5 separate regions of the Mus musculus genome follow, and all the other regions are linked to region 1. Evidence: chromatin contacts called from public ChIA-PET and HiChIP or PLAC-seq data. All regions are on one chromosome and are shown on one strand. Each heading gives the region's core, a stretch centred on a gene start, on an enhancer-like site or on the middle of the called end of the contact. The rest is flanking DNA. Distances are from core to core; before and after follow the strand shown.

What was found. ChIA-PET counts read pairs in DNA pulled down with a chosen protein or histone mark. HiChIP or PLAC-seq counts read pairs in DNA pulled down with a chosen protein or histone mark.
Region 2: a contact with region 1 is called in a BATF HiChIP or PLAC-seq map of CD8 T cells, with 6 read pairs. The contact joins two enhancer-like sites. A contact is called at or near these places in 3 of 115 datasets of contacts at active chromatin or transcription factors (CD8 T cells, bone marrow-derived macrophages and regulatory T cells) and 4 of 9 other capture datasets (adipose tissue, liver, macrophages and 1 more).
Region 3: a contact with region 1 is called in an H3K27ac HiChIP or PLAC-seq map of thymic regulatory T cells, with 5 times the contacts expected there. The contact joins two enhancer-like sites. A contact is called at or near these places in 1 of 39 promoter capture datasets (macrophages), 1 of 15 datasets of contacts at CTCF or cohesin (the NIH/3T3 cell line), 1 of 484 Hi-C or Micro-C datasets (ventricular fibroblasts), 5 of 115 datasets of contacts at active chromatin or transcription factors (Th17 cells, bone marrow-derived macrophages, regulatory T cells and 2 more) and 3 of 9 other capture datasets (adipose tissue, liver and macrophages).
Region 4: an RNA polymerase II ChIA-PET map of memory CD8 T cells shows a contact between it and region 1, with 9 read pairs. The contact joins two enhancer-like sites. A contact is called at or near these places in 1 of 484 Hi-C or Micro-C datasets (embryonic retina), 1 of 115 datasets of contacts at active chromatin or transcription factors (memory CD8 T cells) and 3 of 9 other capture datasets (adipose tissue, liver and macrophages).
Region 5: an RNA polymerase II ChIA-PET map of memory CD8 T cells shows a contact between it and region 1, with 132 read pairs. The contact joins the promoter of Tnfsf8 here to the enhancer-like site in region 1. A contact is called at or near these places in 2 of 39 promoter capture datasets (hippocampal neurons and stem cell-derived epiblast-like cells), 1 of 484 Hi-C or Micro-C datasets (CD4 T cells), 3 of 115 datasets of contacts at active chromatin or transcription factors (bone marrow-derived macrophages and memory CD8 T cells) and 3 of 9 other capture datasets (adipose tissue, embryonic stem cells and liver).

Annotation. Positions count from the first base shown.
Region 1 is chr4:63,591,845-63,596,923 of GRCm38.p6, reverse strand. It overlaps Gm11213 (predicted gene 11213), which reads left to right. Exons shown (of 2, transcript NM_001354647.1): 2 at 1-23. Among named protein-coding and RNA genes, the nearest start is that of Gm11213, 6.4 kb to the left of the region's middle. Within about 2 kb of position 1,918, at least 61 of the 459 cell types and tissues checked have an H3K27ac peak or open chromatin away from gene starts, as enhancers often do. A contact at or near this core is called in CD8 T cells, adipose tissue, bone marrow-derived macrophages and 4 more, where this site is marked.
Region 2 is chr4:63,968,269-63,973,347 of GRCm38.p6, reverse strand. Tnc (tenascin C) reads left to right here. Exons shown (of 27, transcript NM_001369211.1): 19 at 551-670; 20 at 2,047-2,190; 21 at 2,904-3,034. Among named protein-coding and RNA genes, the nearest start is that of 8030451A03Rik, 14 kb to the left of the region's middle. Within about 2 kb of position 2,232, at least 17 of the 459 cell types and tissues checked have an H3K27ac peak or open chromatin away from gene starts, as enhancers often do. A contact at or near this core is called in CD8 T cells, where this site is marked.
Region 3 is chr4:63,932,749-63,937,827 of GRCm38.p6, reverse strand. No RefSeq gene overlaps it. Among named protein-coding and RNA genes, the nearest start is that of 8030451A03Rik, 49 kb to the left of the region's middle. Within about 2 kb of position 2,362, at least 10 of the 459 cell types and tissues checked have an H3K27ac peak or open chromatin away from gene starts, as enhancers often do. A contact at or near this core is called in regulatory T cells, regulatory T cell precursor and thymic regulatory T cells, where this site is marked.
Region 4 is chr4:63,896,719-63,901,797 of GRCm38.p6, reverse strand. No RefSeq gene overlaps it. Among named protein-coding and RNA genes, the nearest start is that of Tnfsf8, 38 kb to the right of the region's middle. Within about 2 kb of position 2,552, at least 52 of the 459 cell types and tissues checked have an H3K27ac peak or open chromatin away from gene starts, as enhancers often do. A contact at or near this core is called in memory CD8 T cells, where this site is marked.
Region 5 is chr4:63,858,471-63,863,549 of GRCm38.p6, reverse strand. Tnfsf8 (tumor necrosis factor (ligand) superfamily, member 8) reads left to right here and starts at 2,266. Exons shown (of 4, transcript NM_009403.3): 1 at 2,266-2,700. The coding sequence starts at 2,491.

The DNA.
Region 1 (5,079 bases), core at 669-3,168:
TTAAAGTCCTTGTTTGCATCAGAGTATGTGTCTCTCCTCTTTGCCCACTTCTCAGCCTACTTCCTAGAGGCCCATAGATGTGGAATAAGTTCGACCTGTCATCTCTTGTAAGAGAGATAGTTTTACCATTCTACAACATTTAAGTTCCACTTAAGAACCCAGGAGAGCAATGTAGTTGGGCAGGGCTGTACAGATGGATACCACCGTTAACATCTCAAGCCAGAGGGCATGATTCTGCTCACATACTGTGAGACCCATCTATGCTAAAGACCACATTGAACAGTGGTGTTGATCATGGAGAGCCCTGTCATCGGCTGCCCCAGCACTTGCACAGTGCATCTGGGCTAGAACACTGTCAAATGCAGGAGACCCCCCCCCCACCTCAGTGGCTTCCATCTCAAGCAGAAGCCTAGCACTCTGACACAATAGGGTAACTCTGGAAGCACAGGAAGAAAAACCATTTCAGTCCAGACTTCGGGGCTCAGTGGAGGCTTCCCGGAGGAGTCAATACTTGAAGTCTCTGAACATTGAAAGGGAACTGGGCAATCCAAGAAGAAGGAACAAAATCAGAAAATCTGGGGAACAGACCTGGGGAAGGTACAAGGGTCACAGGCTTCAAAGTCTGTACAGACTCAAGGAAAAGTCTGCACCAGGGTGTGGTGACAGGAGAAATAGCCAGGCAACAAAAGCTTTGTGTCCAAGAATGCCCGGAAGGTGATGAGGGGCCACAGCTGCGGAGTGGCACAGCTAGGTGGATGGTTTTTACAATACTGAGTCACTCTGTGCCTTCAGTCTTTTGTGATAGTATATCATAAAGGGAGGGCGTATATGCAACAGGAACATGCGGTCTGCTCACAATCCTCAGGTTGGAAGTGTGAGATTAGGCACCACCAGACACAGTGGCTGATGGGGGTGCGCCATGTTATACTAGGCTCCTTCTTACTGTGTCACATGGTAGAAGGGGCAGGAGTCTCAAGCTTTTATAATCCTAATCCCTTCTCAAAGGGCCCCCAACTCCCATGTCACTAACAGAGTTAGGACTTCAACATGAAGCTTGGCGAATGCCCAGCAGATGACGACAAAGATGAATAGGAAGTCAGCACCCTGTATTCGCACACCCTGCGTCTGTCCCATTTTGAGAGGCAGATCAAGGGATGCGATGTTTGTGTCACAACTGTGTTCACACCTACGCTGAAAATTGTATTGAGTTTCTCAGTGCTGTAATAAAACATCTGACATGGGCAACAGAAAGAGGTTATCTTGACATAATAGCCCACATCACACCAGCACCGGGATGAGGCAGCTAGCCACACTACAGTCACAGGATGGGGATGGAGTGAAGGATGGGGCTTTCCTCACTTCCTTTTTACCTTTGTATTTAGTCTACGACCCCAGGCCCTGGAATGCTGCTGCTCGCCTTCAGGGCGGGTCTTCCCTCCTTATTTGAACAGGCCTGAGGTGTGGTTCCCTGGTGTCTCTAAATCCGCCAAATTGCGGGTAAAGATTAACAATCACAGGAAGCCGGTCTACAGTGTGAACGGTAGGTTTGAGTGACGTCATGCAAACAACATGGAAAGCCCCGCTACAGCTTCCCCTGTGCTGGGAACCCCTCTAAGTGCTCTATGAATAGCAGTTCAATCAGTACACTAAGCCAACAAGGTAAGCAAACTACCCAGGTTTTACATCCTAGAAAAATGTCCTAGAGGAGTAAATTATAGCTTAAAGTTTGCTAATAGGAAGTGCCAGGCTGAGACTCAGACTCAGGGAGCCTGACTCTAGGGTCCACGCTCTTAATCCCCTCTGGTCACACTGCCCCTCATCAATGAGAGGATAGCATCCAGACATTGTTCTTGTCCCCAGACTAACTGTTCATTGCCTGCTTTCAAAATCAGGGCTGAGGATTTTTAACAATTCTTTTGTTGGCAGCTGGTGCAATGAACTTTGCTTTGTCAACAGCTGAAGCTAAAGATAGGAAGGAACTCTGTGGGTTCTTGCAGCTTCTCTGGCTTTCAGTGCCCTTCGTCTTAGATGACATATTAGGTCAGGGTTTGGCAGCAAATGGGGACTGGAGACACTGAGCAACCATTTCTCCTTGTGTCCCTTACAAATGGAGTTCCTCCGGTAAAAAATCTTCCTGTAGTTGTAGCCAAGAAGGCATGTTTCTAAAGCATCCTGCTGATAAATTTCTCTATCACAACTCTGGCTCTGGCTCCCAATCCTAGGTTTGTGATCTGACCCTCACTCCTGGGTGGGGCCGCCCCTCCAGCTGCTGCTCATAATTCACAGAACTTTCTAGCACTACTCCCTCCTTACTGCCATCTCTTACCAGCACTGACAGTTATTAACACTACAAGACCCCACATTCAAACTACTGTGGTATTAGACCTAACTAATACAGAAATAAATCCAGAGGCTGCCCAAACAGATGGGGAAACCTCGCAGGCGTGATCTGGGATGACAGCAGCATATGAGGCTGGAGAAGTAGCCCAGGTCACAAGGTTTCTTGGGTACAGATGACCCATTCTAACTCAGACCACATGGGAAGGAAAAATAGAGAGAGGTTCACATAGTGTTGGGGGTCAAGTTGGCAAGACATTATTTAATTCTGGGATATAAGGATAGGGAAGAAAGAGAAATGGCAAAATGTGAGAGCCAGGAATGGTGGTGTGGGCTTATAATCCCAGTATTCCTGACACAGGAGGGAAGCGATTTAAAAACCAGTTTAGGGTATGTAGCAACACTTTATCCAAAACAAGCAGGGATGTAGGGGATATTTAGAAGACATACCAGGGAATGGAAGCCATGGGTGCATGGCCTGTGGGGGAACTAGCAGTTGGCTATGATATATAGTCACTCCTCTGGGCCTCAGTGAGGGCCAGCTTCCTCTTCCTCTACAGCTCTCATGATAGATGCCCTGGATTCACCAAACCAGTGGAAAGAGGCATTCTGTACCATTTTCCAGGCCAGTCTTCCTCCTTTCCCCAGCACACCACAGACTCTGTCAACTTGCTTCCTGCAACAGTCAGTGGGTGCTCTGAACATCAAAGAAACTTGTTTCTTTAATTGAGAAGCCCCTCCACAGAAGGCTTGTGAAAAGGCGCTCATGTTGTGACTCTGTCAAGGGGCCCTCAGAGTGAGTGCTATATATTTTTTGGATTTTCAGATAACAGTAAAAAGATCCATGGAAGCCGGAGAAGCCTGGTTTATCTGATTATGGGAAAGCAGCCTAAACTTGACCGAACCTCCTCACTCAGCTCTGTACAAAGCTGTTGGGGGTTTTGTACATCTGTTTAAAGAGATCAGAGAGTTGCTCCCATTGCAGCCCCTGCCAGACCCTAAGTAGAATCCACTCAACTGCAAAGCTTAGCAGAACTTTTCACACATACACACAGAGTAGGTGATGTAAATGACGATGACTGGTGGAGTTCTGGCTTTCAATACACACACACACACACACACACACACACACACACACACACACACACACATACGTTTTCATCTAAAATTCCTGAAGGGCTGGAACCCAGGTGAAATAGAGCAGTTCACATAAAAATACAAGACTAGAATCAAGCGTGATGTCCAGCTCAGTTGTCAACTTGACTATATCTGGAATGAACCACAATCCAGAAATTGGGGGGGGGGGGTAACACCTGTGAAACAGATCTTGAGGCAGAAAGACAGCATGCTTTTGGTCTGGATCTTGAGGCTGGAAGACACAGGCCTTGGTTCCAGATCCTGAGGTGGGATGATACTTTTAATGTGGATAGACACATGCCTTCAATCCAAATCCTGAGGCATGCCTTTAATCTGCTGGAGGCCTAGATACAAACAACGGGAGAAGGAGGGGGTTGTTCCTTCTTCACCTGCTTGCCCTCACTTGGCCAGCACATCCATTCCTTCACTAGCATTGGAGCCTACGTCTTTAGGATTCCAGCTTACACAGATGACCAGCTGAGACACCCAGCTTTGTGGGACTGAGCAACTACTAGAATCTTGGACTTCCCATTCACAGCTGCTCATTGTTAGACTGCAGCCCGTAAGTCATTGCAACAAATTCCATATATATGCAATTTCTCATATATATAATATATAGTGTAACATAATAATTATAATGAATATATATAACATATATGTATATACATATATAAAATGTATATACATATATATATATGCACAACTACAACAAAGAAAAGAAACATGAAATAAAAGCAAAGAATTCTTTACTTAACAAAAATATCTTCAAGAAAAAAGTTGAGACAGTTCAGCAAATACTGAAAATGTCACTGTAAGATTTGTACTGAAAGAAGGCTATTCCAGGGAATTCTCAATATGCTGCTAAACACTGCTCTGCACTAAGATAAGGTCTAAGGTTAGTCCCAGGAGGAAAAAGAGACACAGAAACAAGCATAGGAATATAAAAACAGTAACTTTCAAAGGTGATAAAAAGCAATAAAAAGAACACGGTTAAATCTAAATGAATAATACCTGCTGTGCTCTCAAATACAGAGAACTGTGCCCTGGCGAGAACAGTCTCATAGGCAGAGTGAAGGGCAGCGTGGGCTTTGGTTGCCCAGGGAACAGTGCCATGCTCACATGCCAAACCTCAGTCAACCAGGGATACTGTTGACCTCAGATGACCACTAAAAGAAATGGCTCTCAGAGGGCTCTAAAATGATAATTACCAAAATAAACAAAACTGGGGTGGGGGATGACTGACTGATCTCAGGAAAGGCAAACCAATTGAAAACTAAAAGATGGTACATTTTAACCAGGCACTGTGGAATAAGACTGGAACCCCAGTATGCAGGAAACTGAGGCAGGAGGATTGCAAGTTTGAGGCCAGCCTGGGCAATGCTACGAGATCCTGTGTGATGATTAATCTTCATTGTCAGCTTGACCAGATTCACCCAGAAGGCACACCTCTGGGTGTGTCCATCAGGCCTTTTCTAGGAACGGTTAACCAAGGAGGGAAGCTTCACCCTGAACATGGGTGCCAGCAACACAGGATCCCAAGCAGGCAAAGGGAATGAATCTGGACAAGTGTCAGTATCCCCCTCTGCTTCCTGGGATGCTAAGACA
Region 2 (5,079 bases), core at 983-3,482, 380 kb before region 1:
AAAAGTTTTACAAAGTATAGCATTAATAACAAATGCTGAGAGCTTCCATGTTATATAGGCACACTTCAGTGAAGTGGCCTTTCCAAAGACATGGAGACACAGGAAAATAAGCCACAATAGAATCTGACCCTAGAGACCTCCAGGTTATTACCTATAAGATCCCCTAAATAAAGATATCACCCAAAGCCCAGAAAAGCCTCAGGCAGTAGTGACCATACAGGTCTCCTCTATGTATGTTTATTTATGTTCCTTTCCTGGAAAAAAGGAACATGAATCCTGACAATAACCTTTGTCACACATTAAACATTGTTCAGGAACTGCCTACCTGTAACATCACATATAAGTCAAAAAGAAAAAGCCAGCCAGGATTATCATGCCCATTTTACATATGAGGAAATAGAGACCAAAACTAATACAACAGTAAGGAAAAGAGTCATGATATAAGTCAGGTTAGCCTGTTCAAAGGGGCCTGACTCTGAGCCCATCTAAGCACATGTCCTCTGATGTTATCCTCTAACATTTTGAAGTCTTCTCCTTTATTTCTTTCCAGCTCTGGATGGTCCATCTGGTCTTCTGATAGCCAACATCACAGACTCAGAAGCCTTGGCCATGTGGCAGCCAGCCATTGCCACTGTGGACAGTTATGTCATCTCCTACACAGGGGAGAGAGGTAAGGTCCTGTCCCACCTTCTCTACACTCTGATGAGGGTTCATCTTACCGCAGACTCCTCCCATTCCCCTTCCAATGTACCATGGGATGAGAAAACTCAGTGGTACGCTGTAAGAGCCAGTCATGTCTTTGCCTACCTCCACTGTATCCTCGAAAGACTTGGGCAAGCCATTCAAGTGAAAAGAGAAAGAAAAAGAAGGCGAGTCTGGAGCTTTGCACGTTTTGCTGACCCATCCCACCTTGCTAGACTCTTGAGTTACTTTTCTCATTGCTATGACCAAATACCTGACAACTAGTTTAAGGGGTAGCAGGTTTACTCTGGATTCTAATTCAAGAAGGTAACTCCCAAATGTCAAGAAAGTGCTCGCAGCAGTAACAGGAAGCTGCTGGTCCCAAGGTATCCAAAGTCCGGAAGCAGGAAATGGGGCCCTCTATAAAGCCTTAGAGCCTACCTCAGGTGGCTCACTTCCTTAAGCAGGCTCCACCTCCTCACTAAACCAAAACCTTCTCAAGCAAGGCTACCAACTAGGAACAAAGTTTTCAAACCCATGAGCCTGTGGGGACATTTCATATTCAAAGCACCTCAGGGAGGGACAGACTCTCAAGGAAGCAGCTCTTATTCTTTACAAAGAAGGTTTCCAGAGTCTCAGGTCTTAACCAAATGGCATCATGATGTCCTGGGGTGCCTAGCCTTCTCAGAGGCCATGGGAGGGCCTAACTGAAGCCAATTTGACTGAAAGAATCTGCTTTTCCCATCTGCCACCATCTGTACCAACTCACCCAGCAGGCAAATTAAACTCTTGCTGAGACCATCAACCAAACACAACCACCAGGAAGTAAATCAAATGCAATCAAATGCAAATCAAATAAGGAAAAGAGCCGCTTTCTTCTGATTCCATTCATATGTTTATGATGATCTAGTCTAGAAAGACCTCTGTTATTTCATTTTCTAATTTTCATATTTTATGGCTCAAGACTGCTTGGCTTTCACTGGCAGTATTACAGGACACCATAACCCATGGGGGGGGGGCCTTTTTTTTTTAAATCTTCATTCAGCTCTGGCAAAACCCTGAGTTTCCTGGGAAAAGAGAAAAGATGAGGCAGGAGGAGAAAATTCAGTTCATCCATTCTCCTCTTTGTTATTCCCTGTAAGGAAATTCTCCTGAGACAGGGAGAGAATGGTGTCCCCTCCCCCTGAACTTATGGCTGGAGGGAATGGTGAAAATTTTAGATCAGGACTAATCAAGACCTAGCCAAAGAGGTCCAGAACTCTGACCTTCTTTGCTGTGGGGGTCACTGAAAGGTTGTGTCTTAGAAGGAGGTATATGTGCTGTTTGCCAAGGGGTAACTGCCACACGTGTGTGTTTCATACTTAGTGCCAGAAGTTACACGCACAGTGTCTGGAAATACAGTGGAGTACGAGCTGCATGACCTGGAGCCTGCCACAGAGTACATCCTGAGTATCTTTGCAGAGAAAGGACAGCAGAAGAGCTCTACCATCGCCACCAAGTTTACCACAGGTACCAAGACAGCCAGAGTGCAAGTTCTCCTTTCTGAGTTGCCCACCCACAGCCTGCATCTTAAACCACATCCCCTCCCCTGCTCTTCCTCCCTAAGTCAGGCCCTTGCAGTATAATGACATCAGTATGAGTAAAATTTACCAGTGCCCACTCAATCAAGACCCAAAGAAGCATACCATTTCCCCTTGAACTGAAATGACCCAACAGATGAGAAAAGGATATTTAAGGGAAGCTTTTGTAAGTGGAAAAACACTACCTACTGGCTCTAAACCCAGCATTTAATGATCCATGCTCCAGGCTGGGAAATAGTTTTTAAGAAGTTTTCAGGGTAGTTTCCTTAGATGTTCATTGGGGTTTTATGTATTGAGATCTTTTTACAAAGCTCAACATTTGGAGAAGTAAAGGACTGTCCCTTCTGTTGGGGTGAGGGCCAATATTAGCACTCCTCAGCCCTGTCGGTGAGAAATAATGGATCTGTAATGATTTTCAACCCAAATCCAACCCAAACCACCCAGGAATATGTTGGGCTTTTAGACCCTTGAGGTGATAGGACTCATATAACCTTTGACTTTGGTTCAAGTTCCTCATCGATAGTCAGGTGGGATTCTTGTCCAAGGCCATGGTTAATGTTATTGAACAAACTTGAGGCCAGTTCTCTTCTTGCTGTCTGTTCTACACCTTCTAGCTCATTTGATACATATTCTCTTCTCCAGACCTCGATTCCCCAAGAGAATTTACAGCTACAGAGGTTCAGTCAGAAACTGCCCTCCTTACCTGGAGACCTCCCCGAGCATCGGTCACTGGATACCTCCTGGTCTATGAATCTGTGGATGGTACAGTCAAGGTATCTATAAATCACACATTGCTGGGTAAAACATTTGATGTGCATAATCATCAAAGTAGCAAAGGATTCGCTGATACTGTTTCTTCACTCCAATACAACTAAACACCTAAAACAAACAAAAAACTAGTAGAGACTGGATATAGAACCAGACCTTGTGAGTCACAAACCACATGCTCACTAATCTTTCTTCCTTTAACCAGGCTCAAGCTATCTGAGCAACAGCCAAGATCAACGGCAGTGCTTTATAAGACTTAACATTTTAAGAGTTGGGCTCATGGCCATCTAATGTTTCATTGAGAAAGTACCAACAGCCTTTTCTGCATCTTTGCCACGTAGTGTCACCACCTGACTGACTGTGATCTATCTCAACACATCCTTGCAATGTCACTTGTTAAGACCAGCTACTTCTATTGCTAATATTACCTGTGTTCTCCCCTCCATGAACTTTACTGTATTTCTAAGCTAGGTTACTTATTCTCTTCATACTTAGCTATATGCAGCATCTCCCCTATATTTTTTATTAGATATTTTCTTCATTTACATTTCAAATGCTATCCCAAAAGTCCCCTATACCCTCCCCCCACCATGCTCCCCTACCCACTCACTCCCACTTCTTGGCCCTGGCGTTCCCCTGTACTGGGGCATATAGACAAGGGATCTCGCCTATATTCTGTGTAGCTACTTCACTTTTGCTCAGAAATACATGTCACTGCTATTGTAGTCTATAGCTCGGGAATTATGTTTCTTCTAGATCACATTAGTTTTGTTGCTGTGGTTTGGGTTAGTTTCCACTGTCCATGCTAGAAACTTCTTCCCAGTGTCTTTTAGTCCTGGCTTATCCTTTCATACTTATGCCAAGAACAAAGAATCTGATTAGAAGCTCAGCTGAACATAAGGGTTTGTTGACACTGGGGTTCAATGTAGAGATCAGCTGCTGTGTACCTGGAAATTTGTGGGGGAACCCCATAGTGCTTAGGCTCTTATTCTATGCAAGCTTTGCTTGCTCTTACACTTCCAGTGTAGTATCTTGACCTCCTCACCAGCTGATCCTGGTGGATTTGAATTCAGAGCCTCCACTGTAATGCAGATTGCTCTGTTCCTTGAGGGGACAAGGAGAATGGGGAATCAAGCTATTCCTCGTGCAAAGCTTCTAAACTGACTGAACCTCTCTTGAGTCACACACTACATTGCCTGCAAAGGCAGCTATGCTGTTATACACATGCATCAGAAACTCGCTGAGTGCTTCCTTGTATGTCAGCCAGCCTGGGGTAGTTCTGCCCACTCCAGGTGGTTCCTAGCACTTTCTGCTCTGGCACTGCAGGAATTGTTCCCTCTACTATACACCTTCTGCCCAGCAAGGTACATAGGAGCTACCTGTTTCTATCTCTTCCTCCCTCCCATTCACTTTTGTAGTTTCATTTCTTCTGGTCCACTCCTGTTTTATAAGATATGAAAAACACATAGAGAAATATTGGTATTTCTGATCTGCCATGTTTAACCACAAGTAGACACATTTCTAGCTTTTCTGGAGTTGAGACAGAACTCATAGTATGAACTGAAGCTGGTCCTTTATTGTCATGGTGTCAGTGCCCATACCTTTAAGATACGAGCATTGCACTTCTAGACCCCAAAAGTCTTCTGCAGGTTTGAGGTTCTAGGATTGTGCTTCCCTGGTTCATAAACCTCATTTCAGACTATCCAGACTTAGACAAATGAACACAGAAGCAGAGAGCTGATTGCCAGTCTAGGCTCAGGCAATTCAATAAACCTTGCTTTGTTCCCTGAGAGTTGATCCTTCCCCAGAAACCAGAGCTGATGGCACCACAAAGGTCACTAGGTCACTGGCATTGAGTGAACACACATAAATCATGGATAAGGTGGTGGGAGACTAGGAGGACGTGACACTGTCCTCTGCCATCAACAAATTATGGATTGGGAGCAAGTATCTTAGCTTCTGGGAAATTCAATTCCCACACTGTAAAAACATACATAACATACCCTCACTCCAGGAAGTCCCTAGGAAGGGAAATAACCTTCCAGTGGCC
Region 3 (5,079 bases), core at 1,113-3,612, 340 kb before region 1:
GGCTTGGAAGTGCTACTGATGTGTGTAAAGCATCTTGTACTGTGGCAAACAAGAACCACCAGCTATGCCTCCTTTGTTTATCTAAAGCTCCCTTTTTTGGCCAAATGCCCAAGTAATGAGGAACTTAAATGGAAGATGGTTCAATTTTCTATCCTTCCCGTTCAGCATCACTGTCCCCTTTCCAAAAACCACTATGCTGGTAGAATGGTTCATTTTATGGATCAACTTGGCTAGATCATAGAGCCCAAAGGTACTTAGTTAAACCTGTTTGGATGTAGATTTGAAGGTATAAATCTTCAGCATGGGTTACCATGTAAACAAGCTAACTGGATAAAACACATTAGCCATCATAGAGTAGGTGGCCTCATGAGAGTTCAAGGCACTAAGGAGAGGACTGACCTTCTCCACAGCAGAAGGAATTCTTCCAGCAGATGGATTTTATGCCTGAAGTGCTCCATTAAATCTTCACAGGCCCTCTAGCCTACCAGCTTATTCTGCAGACTTAGAGCCTGGCAGCCTCCTCACTCTCTCTAAGATCTATCTATCTATCTATCTATCTATCTATCTATCTATCTATCTATCTATCTATCCATCCATCCATCCATCCATCTATCTATCTATCTATCTATCTACCTATCTGTATCTATCTTTCCTCTCTCTTTCACACACAGTATCTTACTGGTTTATTTTTCTATATTTTTAGTGTGTGTGTGTGTGTGTGTGTGTGTGCATGAGGAAGCCAGATATCAATGTTAGGAATCTTCCTTTCTCACTTTTCACATTGTTTGGGACAGGGTATCTCACTCAACCAGGGGCTCACTATCTGCTTACACCTACTGCACAACAAACTCTGGACATTCTTTTGCCTCTGTCTCATCATTGAGGGTTAAAGACAAATACGGACATTCTCAACTTTTATATGGGTGAGGGAAAGCACCATTTGGGTCCTCATGTTTTGAGGTGGGCACTTTAGCCACTTAGCCCTCTCCCCAGCCCATATTTCAATTGGTTGAAACAACTGATGGTTCTGTGTCTCTGGAGATGCCATACTAATACAATTTAAGCCAATTTCATGTTTCGTACAGAGGTATGTACCCAAGCTTTCAACGTAATAAATGGAAGGTAAAAAGATTAGTGCCCCTTAGCAACCCTGCTCAATCAGTTTTCAAGGCTTTTTTCATCCTAAGGAGATGTTCATGGTTAGTGGTAATTGCTAACTGGATAAATCTTGGAGTTCCTTAAACACGGTACCCTGAGCATGCCTGTGGTTGATTACCTTGGTTGTATTAAGTGAGATGGGAAAAACCATCTTAACTGTGGGCAGCAGATCCTGAACAGTAGAAACTGAAGAAGAAGCAAAGCACTCCCATGCCTTGCCCCTCTCTGCCTTCTGATTGTGGATGTGGGTGACCAGCTGCTTCAAGCTCCTGCTGCCTTGATGTGTCTGACCATCATGAAGGACCTTGAACTGTGAGCCCAGATAGCAGACAAACAGACAAACAAACAAACAAATAAAACACTTTCTCTACCATGTTGCCTTTCATCACAGAAACTACGACAGAGGTAAAAAACCTCAACTTGAAAGAGTAAACTTGAAGGCAATAGGAGACATCTGGGAAACCATGACTGAAGTGGAGGTGTGTATTTACCATAAATTGGTACCATGGTTACATTTGTGATCTCAGTCTCCTCGAATCTCTGAGCTATATGAATCAGGAGAACTTAGTGAACTATGGATGCAAAGGGCTGCCTGCTGCATACTGAATACTGAGTTAATCACTGGGACAGATATTAGCATTTACCACACAACAATCAGGAAGTCAAATTTAATTGTAACCACAAGTGCGGTGTTGGGCGCTGTTTTCAGTAGGGGTGATAAGGTGCAAGTTCGGCAGCCATAGTGAGGATCATACAGAATCTATATGTACAAGATACATTTCAAATGGGCAAATCTCAGGTGAGTTTTAAGAGCTAAGTAAGGGTGAGTGTGGAATTAACATGCAGTGCCCTGAGACAGAACAGGTGTTTGGGTTTATAGAGGTCACAATAAGATACAGAATAATAACCACCTCTCCTTCATCCATCTGGTGTCCTGCATGTAGTGATTCCACTTAAGTCTGTCTTTGATCCAATAAGGGTCATTCTGGAGCCAGCCTCACCGTCTGCTTTGCTGTGTAAGGAGTGAACGAACTGTAAAGCGACTTCACCCTGGACTCCGGGGAGAATGGGGAAATTCCCCTGGAAGCCCAAAGTGAACAGAAGCCAAACACTGGGCTTTTTCTGAGCAAATATTTTGAGAGAAACCAAAGTGATGATGAGGTGGAAGGCTGCATGGGGCTGTCCCCTCACACAGACGCAAGTCGATGAAAACAGGGATTCGCACAGATGAATCATTGCCAGTCCTCTCCAGAGAGCCTTCGCTAATGGCAACACAATAAATACCATGTCAAAAAAAAAATTCTGACAACTGTTCTAGAAATTGCGCCTGAAATTGGGGAAAGGAGACATTGGAGTGTGGAAACTCGGGATTCTTACCCCTGGCTTTGGTGAGAAATCTCTTAGTCTTCTGAAGTAGTAGTTCTAAAGTCTGGATGAGCTGTAAGAGCAATTCCATCACTTCTCTTACTTGGTGGGCCGGGGAGTATTGTGCCCTTTGACACCAAGAAAGAGGACAGTCATGGAGGAGAGGAGAAGTCCCTCTCATCAGGAGACAGGAGGAAGAGGAAAGCTGTCTGGTGTGTTTTACAGAAAATGAAGTGGTTACAGATTTTTTTTTAAAATTATTATTAATTTATTTTTTACACTCCATATTTATTCCCCCCGACCCTATCCACCCTCTGACTGTTCCACATCCCATAATTCCTCCCCTCCCCTCCCCCCAGTCTCCACATGGAAGTCCCCACCACCCCCACCCCACCTGACCTCTAAACAACACCTGGGGTCTCCAGTCTCTTGAGGGTTAGGTACATCATCTCTGAATGAACACAGACCCAGAAGTCCTCTACTATATGTGTGCTGGGGACCTCATATCCGCTTGTATATGCTGTCTGTTTGGTGGTCCCGAGTTTGAGAGATCTCGGGGGTCAGATTAACTGAGACTGCTGGTCCTCCTACAGGATCACCCTTCTCTTCAGCTTCTTTCAGTCTTCCCTAATTCAACAACAGGGTTCAGCTGCTTGGCTGGGTGCAAATATCTGCATCTGACTCTTTCAGCTTCTTGTTGGCTCTTCTGGGGTGAGGTCATGCTAGGTCCTTTTTTGTGAGCACTCCATGGCCTCAGTAATAGTGTCAGGCCTTGGGACCTCCCCTTGAGCTGGATCCCACTTTGGGCCTGTTTCTGGAACTTCTATTCCTCAGGATCCTCTCCATTTCCATCCCTGTAATTTTTTCAGACAGGAACATAGATGTGAGCGTAGGATGGCAACCCCATCCCTCACTTGATGCCCTGCCTTCCTGTTAGAGGTGAGACCTATAAGTTCCCTCTTGGGACTACTTCTGATAATAGCTGTTTAACTCTTGAAAAATACCATAATGTTTTCCAAACATCTTCACCTTTTTACACCCCAACAGTAGTTAGTATATTTTTATTTCTTCACGCTGTCAGCAACAGTTAATTTTATCTGCATTTTTATTATAACCATTTGAATGAATGCCAAGTGATTTTAATGTGCAATTCCCACATAGCTAATGAAGTTGAGCATTTTTTCATATGCTTATGGCTCTTTTTTTTTATTTTGTAGGAGAAATATTCAAATAAGCCTTATTCACTTGTATTATCCACCTTTTAGGTAATATTAATTATTTCTCATAATTATATGTGAGACCAAAATGATCTCAATGAAGACTTTAATTTGAATTATAGTATTATTTTAAAACTTGCAGTAGAAGGGAGTCCAGGAAAAAAAAGTACTAAATCATTTTTCACCAAAGAAGATATACCAATGACTCTAAGCACATGAAAATAACGTTCAACATCGTTAGCCATAGAACCCTCAAGCTTATCAGCAGTAAAGTATAATTGCACATCAATCAAAACAGCCAAAGTCAAAGTTAATGAAAAAGAAAGGCAAATGGTGGTAGGACCCGAAAAGCAGGGTCATTTGCACATTGTTGGCAAAGATGGAAAATGGTGCAGCTTCCCTGCAGAACGGTTTGTCAGAATATTTTAAAACAACCAAAAGGTACCACTGCTATCTGATGCAGCAATCCTTCTCTTTGGAACTGGTCCCTGAGAATTCCGTACTTCTGGTCACACTGGAACCTTTCTGCCCTTGTTCAGAGAAGCCGTATTCCCAGTAACAATTGAGTGACTTGTTTTTCTCATCAGTGTGACCAAGCACCTGGCAGAAGCAACTTAAGGGAAGAGACAATTGTTTGGGCTTGTGATTTCAGCTCATCATGATTGGGAAGGCATGGCAGTTTCTAGAGTATGCAGTGGGAACCCCTCACACCCTAGAAGATGGGAAAGGGAATGCTTCTAAGCCAACCTCACAAAGCCAACCTCACCATGCATACCTGCACCAAAATATCCACAACTTTCCAAACAGTACCTCCAGCTGGGGACCAAGAACTTAAACTCATGAGTCTGTGGAAGACTCTGTGCATGTGAACCGCAGTAACCCCCGAACCAGAAACACTTACATGCTCTCCTAGAAATGGTTGCATGTGGTGCTGGACCAATATCACAGAACGTTACATAAATGAGCAAGTGTAAGAGGTTACCACTGCATGTGTACCTAAGAAACTAAGCTGAGTTAGGGGCAGTGAATCACAAAGGGACACATGCGGTGATGTGTGCAGCAAAGTGACAGAAAGTGATAAGTGCTTGCCAAATGTACAGATTTGCCACAGACTATGGGAGAGAGACTTGAGTGTAACAATCATAGTCAGTATCAGGAAACAGACCTAAGGCAAGGGCCTGCACCTTGAGTGTCGGTGCCTAGGCCTCATAACTTCATAACTTGCTAAAACGCTGTAATTGTAGAAAAGCACCAGACTACATGCATTCCTTCTAAAAGCACACGAATCTACAACAATGTCAAAATAAAAGTTTGCGAGCTTGTGACATGGCTCAGAAAG
Region 4 (5,079 bases), core at 1,303-3,802, 300 kb before region 1:
ATCTTCTCCCCCATCATCTGACTTGCTCGCTATGCCAACAAGGCTCTGCTAGACCAAAGATCCAATACATTGGTATTTTAAAACTAGGTCCAAGTTGAGGGTCTCCTCTGTGCAATGCACAAAGGTGCTACATGTGTTCTCTCAATATACTTTAGCTCATGACTCTTGACTTCTAGCTTTCTGTTAAGTATAAAGTAGGTAGAGCCCATAGAGGTTAAATATTTTGACCAAGTCCATCTTAGTCAATCAAACTTGAGCTCACATATATCTGCCCCCAACAACCAGAACCTTAACTATCTATTATACTGGTTTCACGAACATAGGGAACAGTTTCAAATAAACTGGTTTCCTATTCAGAGAGCACCATGTCTCTACAACAGTTGTTCAGAATGTACTCTGCTTACTCTGCTTATAACACATTCTTAATCTCTCCAAAACCTAGAAACTTTAATTTCCTAACAAACTACTCCATTTTTCTCTGAGACCCATTTCAGGGATATGTCCTTTATTAAGCTGTCTACAATTCCACATCTGTGTCAGCCACTCATTATTTTCCACTGTTGTTCTGTTTGTTTACTTAACTGTATCTTCTGTAAGTCATGATCTCTTGAAAGCCTGCATTGGCTTGAGTACTTGTATCACTAGTGCCTAGGATATGACCAAATAGATAGGGTGTATTTAGTAGTTTATTAACTCAGAAGAGAAACTGATGAATAGGTGGGATGAAGGACGGATCAATGGATGAATTGGGTCATAGAGGGATGGATGATGGGTGAATGGGGAGTATGCATAGGTTTATAGGTGAATGAATTGGTTGGAAGCATGGATAGATGAAAGGATGGATGGGTGAAAGAATGGAATGAGTGAGTGGGTTAGTAGATGTGTGGGCTGGATATGTTGTAGGAAGGGATGGAAGAAAGAAAGAAAGAAAGAAAGAAAGAAAGAAAGAAAGAAAGAAAGAAAGAAAGAAAGAAAGAAAGAAAGGAAGGAAGGAAGGAAGGAAGGAAGAAGAAAGGAAGGAAGGAAGGAAGGAAGGAAGGAAGGAAGGAAAGAAGGAAAGAAAGGAAGGAAGGAAGAAAGAAGGGGAAGATGAATGGATGGGTGGAGGAGGAAGGGAAAAGGAAGGGAAGGAAGGAGAAGATACTTGGATAAATTTGACCTGAGTACTCATAAAGTAAAACTAAAGCCATTGACGTGTAAATAGTGGCATGTTAAGTCCCTTGTCTCTCAGCATTGACAAGTTTTTAATAACTCATCCATATTTGTGCTTCCTATCATCTCCTGCCCTTCTCCCTCTATCACCTCTCCAATATACTTTTGTTTTAAATGTGTATACTATAGAACTGAAATCATATGTGTAATGTTTTCATACTGACTCAGATATAAATAATGTTTCCTCATTCTTAATGTCAAAATCCTGTGAATGGAACATTTTTGTAATGTTTAAAAATAAAATCCAAAACATAAACACCTACAGTTTCCTCCCTTGAATTTTCAATGTACAGTAAATTGTTGCTGGTGTGTGTGTGAGTGTGTGTGTGTGTGTGTGTGTGTGTGTGTGTGTGTGTGTGTGTGTAACTATCAGTAGGAAAAAAGGAAAACTATCAAAACAGTTCAAAATTAAACATGACATCAGCAGCTACTAAGTGTAATCTTTCTCCCTCTCCTTCTACCTCTTCCTCTCCCCTTCCCATTCCTCTCTTTCTCGATCCCTGTCTTTGTCTCTCTTTTTGTCTTTCTGTCTGTGTGTGTGTGTGTGTGTGTGTGTGTGTTCATGTGCATGTATGAAGATAACCTTCTTATCCACATTTAAAATGAGACAATGAGGATTTGAAGAGACCAAGTTACAAGCCAGTAAGAAATAAAGAAGAGAGATTCAAACATAGGACTCATGCTTTTTTTTTCTGACAGATGAAATTAAAGAGACTCTATTGAGAAAGGAAAGAAAACAGTACCCAGAATCAACGAATACCCTCTTCTCAGCGAGAGCTCAAGACTCCTTGCCAGGGTGTTATAATCGTGGTATAGAACAGGCATGTCCACATTTCCTATGATTCAGTCCTGCCACGCTACTGTTCTTCACAAAATTAGACCACACTTAAGAAGAGGAAACCATAACAGGCTTGCAATTTCTTTTTCATATAAAACACATGTGCAAGCCCATAGGATGACATAGATTTTTATCATAATTTCAAGTAACAGAAATGTTGAGTGTGCAAACCATGAATTATGAATTCCAGAAACAAAACTTTCTTTGCTGGTTCTAGAGGCTTCTCACATACTGTTTCACAACCTACACACTCCACGCCTCCACTCCCAAGGTGTCTGCTTCCTCTTCCTCCCCTAGCCTAAGCCACGAACCCAACGTTATGCCAAACAGTATGGAGGGCATGCAGAAAAGAGCCTGAGCCCAGAGCGCAGAGCCCTTCCCTGTCCAGGGCACGTTAGAAAAATGCAGACTCTGCTTCTTTGTGGTTCTCTCAGGCTGAGCTGTTGAGCAAGAATGAGGAGAAAAGCAGGCAGGATGTGAGCCCCAGTTTTGTTCTGAGAATTTCTGCTGGGCCACAGATTTCTCTGGCTTGAACCATAGCGGTGGGCAGGGTAGAAAGTGTAACTGTCGAAAGTGTAGCCAGCGCTGTTGGAGAAACCATCCAAGTGAAAGCAGGAAGGGCGTCAGCCTCAGCCAGGAAGACGACCTGGCCCAGGCTAGATCCTGGTGAATGAGCACATCAATAGTCTTCACCCACATCTTATTGGCTCTCTGTGGTAATTATACCATCGTTCTAGGGTAGGCACTTGCCTTAGTGAGTTTCCCCCAAAGCAAACCTCAAACCTCTGAGTCTCAAGCTGACAAAATTTTACAGTCTGTACATACTTGTAGTGACTATGGGGGCTTATGCAGACCTGACTTCTGGGATTCTGGGTCTGCCAGTTGACAGCTACATGAACTTGAGAAAGTAACTACACCTCTTCCTGGCATTCTCTCCTTCAAAATCCTTCCCATAAACCCAGTTTCCACTACATGTTTGCTAATCATTTTTAATTGGATGTTGCCTTATTGCCCCAAATAGAAAAATAAAACCCTACTTATCCCCTGTGCTCCCCAAGTCTTTTGTGAGCGTCTCTGTTTGTGCCCGGTGAACCAGCAATGACTGAGAAGCTTCTCTAAGTCTCCATACCGGACCCTGCCTTAGGTGATCTTAATTGTTCCTCCGCCAACGCTCTGCGCTCCAGTTCATACCATCGTATCCCACCACATGAGACTCCTCGAAAACAGCCTCCATACCACAGACACACAAAAAAGTTCTTTCTGACTCATTTTGGCCAAGACAAACTACACTGTCACCTACACCAACGATGAGACAACACGCGTGAACTTTTAAGAGAGGCGAACTCACTGTGCTCAGCCTGGTACCCTTCATCATCTGAGTTCAGCTTTCTCTTCAGCCATCTTCTCCCAGACCATCTCCTGTCAAACCATTTCTTTAATAAACACACAGTTGTGGCTTAACTGTAGGGCATCTGCCTACACGAATGAAGCCCTAGGTTCAATCCCCACCCACTCTCCCATTCACACCACATGAAGTTATAGCATGCTTTCTTGAGTTGGTATGAAGGGTACCGTGGGTGAACAGGTGGACACAGGGTTATTATAGGGAAAAGCAGACAGATTTTAGGGAAGGCAACTCATGTACATGAACTTCTAGTTAAATGTGACAGCTTAAACATGAGCACTTCCCTTCTTGTTCACCTGAGACATTAAATCCTGTGGGAAAAAATGTCTTAAAGCGAAAGTGAATGGTCATGTTTAATTAGATTATAGAAGATGGGATAAATCGATGTATGGAAAATGGTTGACAATAAAGAAGAGTTAATTTAAAGACCCCAGAGGAATATACTGAACAAATTACTCAACGTATCCAAGGTTCCCAGAGATCTGATGCCACAGAAGGAAGGAACAAGACATGAACATAGGAAAGCTGAAGCCCATAGCTATCTTCTGCCTTCAGATGCAGAAAGTCCAGCACCCACCCAGAAGGAGGAGGCAGAGGAATTAGAAACTCTAGAAGACACAGGTGACATATGCAAATGAAAATGACCATGCTGCTAAGGTGTCCCCAGGGATCTCAGAGCCATGAAGTAAGGATGGAGAAAGAATAGTTAAGATAGTGCACAAATACAATTGAAATGGCAATCAGTAGAAATGCTTCAAGTTACAAAAAAGCTGGAGGAAGCCTTGAAAATTCAGAGGAAATATTTAATCTGGAACCCATCACTTATCTGAACTATCTACAAATATCAGGGTAACATTTAAACATTTTGAGATAGTTTATCTCCTAAACACACCCTCATTTTTAGGAAGTTACTTTAAAAAAATCCTCCAGCTAAACAGAGGAGCAAAGCTAGAAAGAGGAAGAGGTAGAGGCTGAGAAGCTGAGTCCCAAAGCCTGACAGCAGTGAAGCTCCCAGATGCCACCAGCAAGGCAGGATGCATACAGCCAGCAAGGCAGGATGCATACAGCCAGCAAGGCAGGATGCATACAGCCAGCAAGGCAGGACACATAGAGAATGACAAACACAGTCAGACCAGCTGAATGTAGGACTCCAGAAAAGGCCTGCAGAAAAGAAATAAAAATAAAACTATCAAGACTAATGTTATCATTTAGACCAGGGTGGTGAAACTGGAGTCTATGTATCTTTAAATAACAATTTATGGGGACACAGTCATGCTCTTTTCCTCCTAGTTTACAGTTCAATTACATATTATCTTTTTCTTCCCCAACAGTGAAATCAGCATAGCTGCCATAGACTGCCTGGACTGAAATAATCCTACAAATATTTGAGGTGGGATAGAAAGACAAAGTTGAGAGGGCATCTCCTGCCCTGGAGTCAAATTGAACTCTCTTGTCAACTACTAGTTAAGAAATCTAGCATAGTTTAAGGTATTTCCATAAAATCAGAGTGATCCACACTTAGGGCTTAGGCATATGTGGCCATCCGGAATAGTCGTAACTCTTTTTCACTTGTAAACCTACAACTATCTAGAAATTCCACGACCAAGATTATATATTTTGTTTG
Region 5 (5,079 bases), core at 1,017-3,516, 270 kb before region 1:
TAACATTTCCTGTGCAGTTTTACCTCCAAGAAGGATTTGAAAATAACTCAGCAAGGAACCTGTAGGATCCTGCCACATGCACCTTGTGTGGCTTAGGTAGAAATTGAAAAGAGCCTGTTATCACAGGGAGTTGACTGCTAGGTTGCCTGGACCAGATCTTGCAACACATGAAAAGCATAGAGGAGGTGAAGACAACAGGAGTAGGGAATAGGGTGCCTCTGAAATTTCACTAGCAGAGGATGCAACCACAAAAGAAGTGAAGTTGGGCCCACAAACTGTTAGTGACTGATCTGAAAATCTCAACTGTTCAGAAGGTTCTAAGAACAAAGGGTGATTTTCCCCCTTGTCAGCCCTCCCTCCTAGGACAATGTACAATATGCAAAACTGTAAGTATAAGACAAACATTTTTTTCCACTGCCTCCTCAGCCCCATGGGCCTTCAGGAAGACCTGAACTTTAAACGAAGCCTTTTTATTTTTCAACACCCACAGCTTCCATTCAGCAATCAGAAGTTTTCCACTTCGATCAAAGGGGCTAAACAGAGAGGGCCAAGGGAGCAGCCGGTTCTCAGCAGCTCTGGGCAGATTGCCACCCACTCCCTGTCCGTACCTACCAAAGGACAAGGCTTTCTCCCCAAATCAAACAAGTGTACCCCCCCAAAACACTAACTTGCCTTGCCCTATCTAAACCAGCAGGACAAGTGGCTAAGGACAAATCTGTCTTCCAAACCCCAGGCTCAGTTTCCTTGACAACCAGATGGAGACACTGCCCTCGAAGAAGATACTCACCAGTTCATTCCTCACTACCTATCCCTCCTCTGTGGTTTTTCATTTTATAAACTCACCAAAAAGGGCCTCTAGACCATCTCCTAAGTCTAAGCTGCCTTGCAGAATGCTCAAAGAGAGATCTACACAGATCCAGAAAGCTAAATAATCTGAGCTGGGCTTTGGATCCGGCATTTCTTTGGGGCTTCTGACATGTCCTGTGACCTGCAGAGGTAGTGTATAGTCAAAAGAGAAGGTGCTGTCTACCTCAAGGGAAATAGCAAGTGAGGTTTCAGAAGGCCACATCTGGAGGCAGCTCTGAAGCTTTTAGAGAATATTCTGAAAGAAAGGTCATTCATAGCAACAGATACGATCCAGCTCTGTGTCCCAGAAATCTATTTATTATATGAAATTCCAGACATGGCCCAGAGGGCAACTTGGGCTGTTTAACAGGAATTGTTCAACAACAGCTGCCAAGTCCATTCCCATTCAGGAAGCCCTCTTACATCATCCTGTTTGATCTTCCCCATGACTGCAAAGCAGACTGGGGTGAAAGCAGGGGCTGCGTTGACTTATTCAAGGAGCAATGCTGAGAAGAGGAAAGGCTAAGATGCAACCTGAGGTTTTCAGCCTGTAAGGAAAGGGTCCGGCAGGCTTTTGGAGCCAGGCTGGTTTGCATATACCACCAAGTTTTACCATTAGATTAACACTGGTAGATTTGATTAAGAATGCTTTTATGCTGGGTCTCAGTTCTCTATGCTGTGAAGAAGAAATACTACTTGCCTCTGAGGCTGGTGACGAGTGTGAAGTCAGCCTCTAAGCCAAGTTCCCAAGACTGTACCTGAGCCAGAATGTTCAATTCTAGTAACCTCTGTCCACAAACTCATCACAAACACCTGGAACACTATTTGCACCCCCATACAACCCACAGACACTTCACACACTCGTTCCACAGCACTGAGCCTCCCCTTCCTGACCCCCTCACTAATTTCTTCCCCTAGTATGAACTTTAGGGCAAGCCAGTTTCATCGGCAAATTTAACAGCCCTGGAGAGCACCCTGCAAGAGATAGAGGAGCTTTGGTTCAACAGCAAATTATTTCCAAATTCCTCTTCTCTCACCATGTCTTTGAAACTATCCTCAAATATCCTACTGCCACAACCTTGTCTCCAGGTAGGTAAATGCCCAAACAGTGGGCTCTTCTTTCCCAGAAATGGGTATGTTTCCAGTTTAGAGCATGCTGTAATTGTTGGACAACCCCAACAGTCATTGTGCTGCTGACAAAGGACTGCCATCTCCAGGGACCCAGCAAAGAGACTAATCTGGAAGCTTCCTGGGCCACCAGCATGGATCATGCAGTGTGCAGGGTCCCCGCGGCAAGGCGTTCTGTGGCTGAGCCTAAAGGAAACAGAAGTGGTTGGTGTACACTCACGCGGAACTGTCTCCTTCCTACCACCCGCTGACATCAACCATCGTCTATCTCGCTACAATTTCTCTGCACTCAGATTAATCCCAGGCGATGAAAAATGAACCTCTCCCCCACCCTTGCAGCCACCCTTCGCCTCACGCCCCCAGAGAAGAGTTTCTCCATCCGGCAACTGGTGAAGGCTTTTTTCCAAGTCACATGATCCAGGATGCAGGGGAAAATCCTTCTTGGAACAGAGCTGGGTACAGAACCGAATCAGATGAGGAGAGATAAGGTGTGATGTGGGACAGACTATATAAAGCATGGAGCCAGGGCTGCAACAAGCAGGCAGCTGTGGGGCTCCTTCCCCTGACCCAGCCATGCAGGTGCAGCCCGGCTCGGTAGCCAGCCCCTGGAGAAGCACGAGGCCCTGGAGAAGCACAAGTCGCAGCTACTTCTACCTCAGCACCACCGCACTGGTGTGCCTTGTTGTGGCAGTGGCGATCATTCTGGTACTGGTAGTCCAGAAAAAGGTGAGTAAACATCTTTTTTCTGCTTTTCTTTCCTCATTTATAATGTGTGTCCTCTAGAGGAACAGCTCTGGGAAGCTAATGAATAGTTTAACTAGGAGCAAAAAAAAAAAAAAAAAAAAAAAAAAATTTAAAAAGTGAAAATAAGTAAAACTATGCATATATAGAGAGAGATTATATCAGAGAAAAGGGGAAAAACTAGAAATGAACTTTCTGCACTCAGTGGGAATTTTTTAAAAGAAATAGAACTGGACATGAGCTCAAAAATTTCCAGATGTACTGGAGCCAACAGAAGAGCTGCTGACCTTGAGAAGTTAAGATTGAAGCCCAGATGGGTCACAGCCTCACAGTATGGAGGGAGGAAGCATAGGGAGCCCTGATGGCGAGTGCGCATGTGGGTATCACCTCTGTAAGGCGCTCATCCTAATTCTAAGGTTATGTCCTCAATCCGTGCTCCCAGGACTTCTGAGGCCTCTCTTTTGCCGAGAGTCTGTTGTTGCTATTGTTTGTTTGTTTGTTGTGGTTGTTTTCTTGCTTGCTTGCTTGTTTTTAGTGAGGAGCTACTTTTTAAAGACTGTGATATTTGAGAGAGAGAGAGAGAGAGAGAGAGAGAGAGAGAGAGGGAGAGAGAGAGGGAGAGGGAGAGAGAGAGAGAGAGAGAGAGAGAGAGAGAGAGAGAGAGAGAGAGAGGCCAAGTCTTCCCAGAGCTCTGCTATTTCAATGTTAAAACCCACAAAAGAAATCGAAAGCTTCCTCACAAGCCACTGGCTTTGAAGAGTTCAGGGTGTTGAAAAGTAGCAGTGTTTTTGTCACCTGTACCCTCTGAGATGCACACATAATGTGCAGGGCCACACCATCTTGGGAAATTTCGTTTGTTTGAAATGGGGGTAGGGGGAGAAAGTCAAACCGTAGCTTAGAAAAGTATCCTTGAGAGAGAACTCTTACACACTGTCTGGAAAGGACTGCGTGGTCAGCTCACATGACTCACAGGCTTGGGGTGAGATCCAGGCATGGTGATTTGGATACTGTATGAATACCACTGGTGCAACACCCTGCCCAAGTGTGAACTCACCTAATTTATAATTCTTCCAAGTTGCCTTGGACCACAGACTCTGCAGCATACTAGTTGCTGAAAGCTAGGGCCTTACAAGTATCAGCAAGTATGGATATTGAAATAAAGCTTTAAAGCTCCTTCCTCCTTGGCAGTGTAAGAAGGGAGTTATTCACACTTGGCCTGCAGAGCTGATGGGACACATCAGTTCATGGATCGTTTGCATCAGGCCAAGAAGGACTCGCAGACAAACCTCTGGGCACTTTCTCTTCTCTCCACATTCTCTACTTTCTGTCACTCTGATTTTCCATACACCAGATGTATATTGTTTTGCAGTAATGGCCAGGCAAGAGAGATTAGAGTAGCCTGAAGACATTTGTCATTCAGAGGACACAGGCAGAACTGCTGGGTGTGGGGAAGAAGCCAAGGTGGGGAAGGCTGATGGTGGCACTGTGCAGAAGCAGCTCCCATCCACTGTTGAAATGATTCCTCCTGTGAAATCTGCACAGGCTTCTGCCCTGTTTCTGCAGAGGCACAAAATGAAGCACAGACAGGGGACAGGGCTTACAGTCAAGCACCCTGAGCAAGTGGTACAGTAGGGGCTGCTTAGTGGCTCTTGGTTGCTCTGTGAGAATGCTGTTCCCTTTGCTTGCCCTGATGGTGGCAGAAACATTCTCATTCTTCTCTCAGAGATTTTTCCTCTTGTGTCTGTTGATCTGACTTACCTCCGTGCCTGGGTATAGAACGGTGCACAGTCTGTGTGTAAGCTCTAGTATGCTGTGATTTTTTTTTACGTGTCAGATACTTGCTCACAAGCTAGGGCTTTCCATTTTAATGGCTATGCTATTAAGAATCTAACGCTTTTCGCATATCGTTTCTAGTACATTATCAGGCATTAACTGTGGCAAGAACTGGGGAAAAATGAGTCCCCTGGGCCTGGGTTATTAAGAGTACATCCCATAGGAAGGCAGATGGGGACTGTTACAAACAGGTGAACTTAGCAACTGGAGAGACTCAGTAGGAATCTGTCAAAGAACCCAATGAAAAGATCCAAAGAGCTCAGACTCGCATTCTAGTATTAAATATGGAATGGGCAATGAACACATGGTGTCCTCCTTGTACCACAGGGACTGTGTGGGGAACTGTGAGGTTTACCTTACTGCCCTATGTAGGACCACCTCGAGACCACCTGTGAAGCAGTAGTTCCCCAGCAGACTGCAAGAAAACATCACTGGAAACTACAGTATCTGGTCAGAGTGAGAAATATGAATAACTTTCAAGGAATGGAAGAGATGAGAATAGAGGCCCCACCTGCACCACTGCAGAGATGA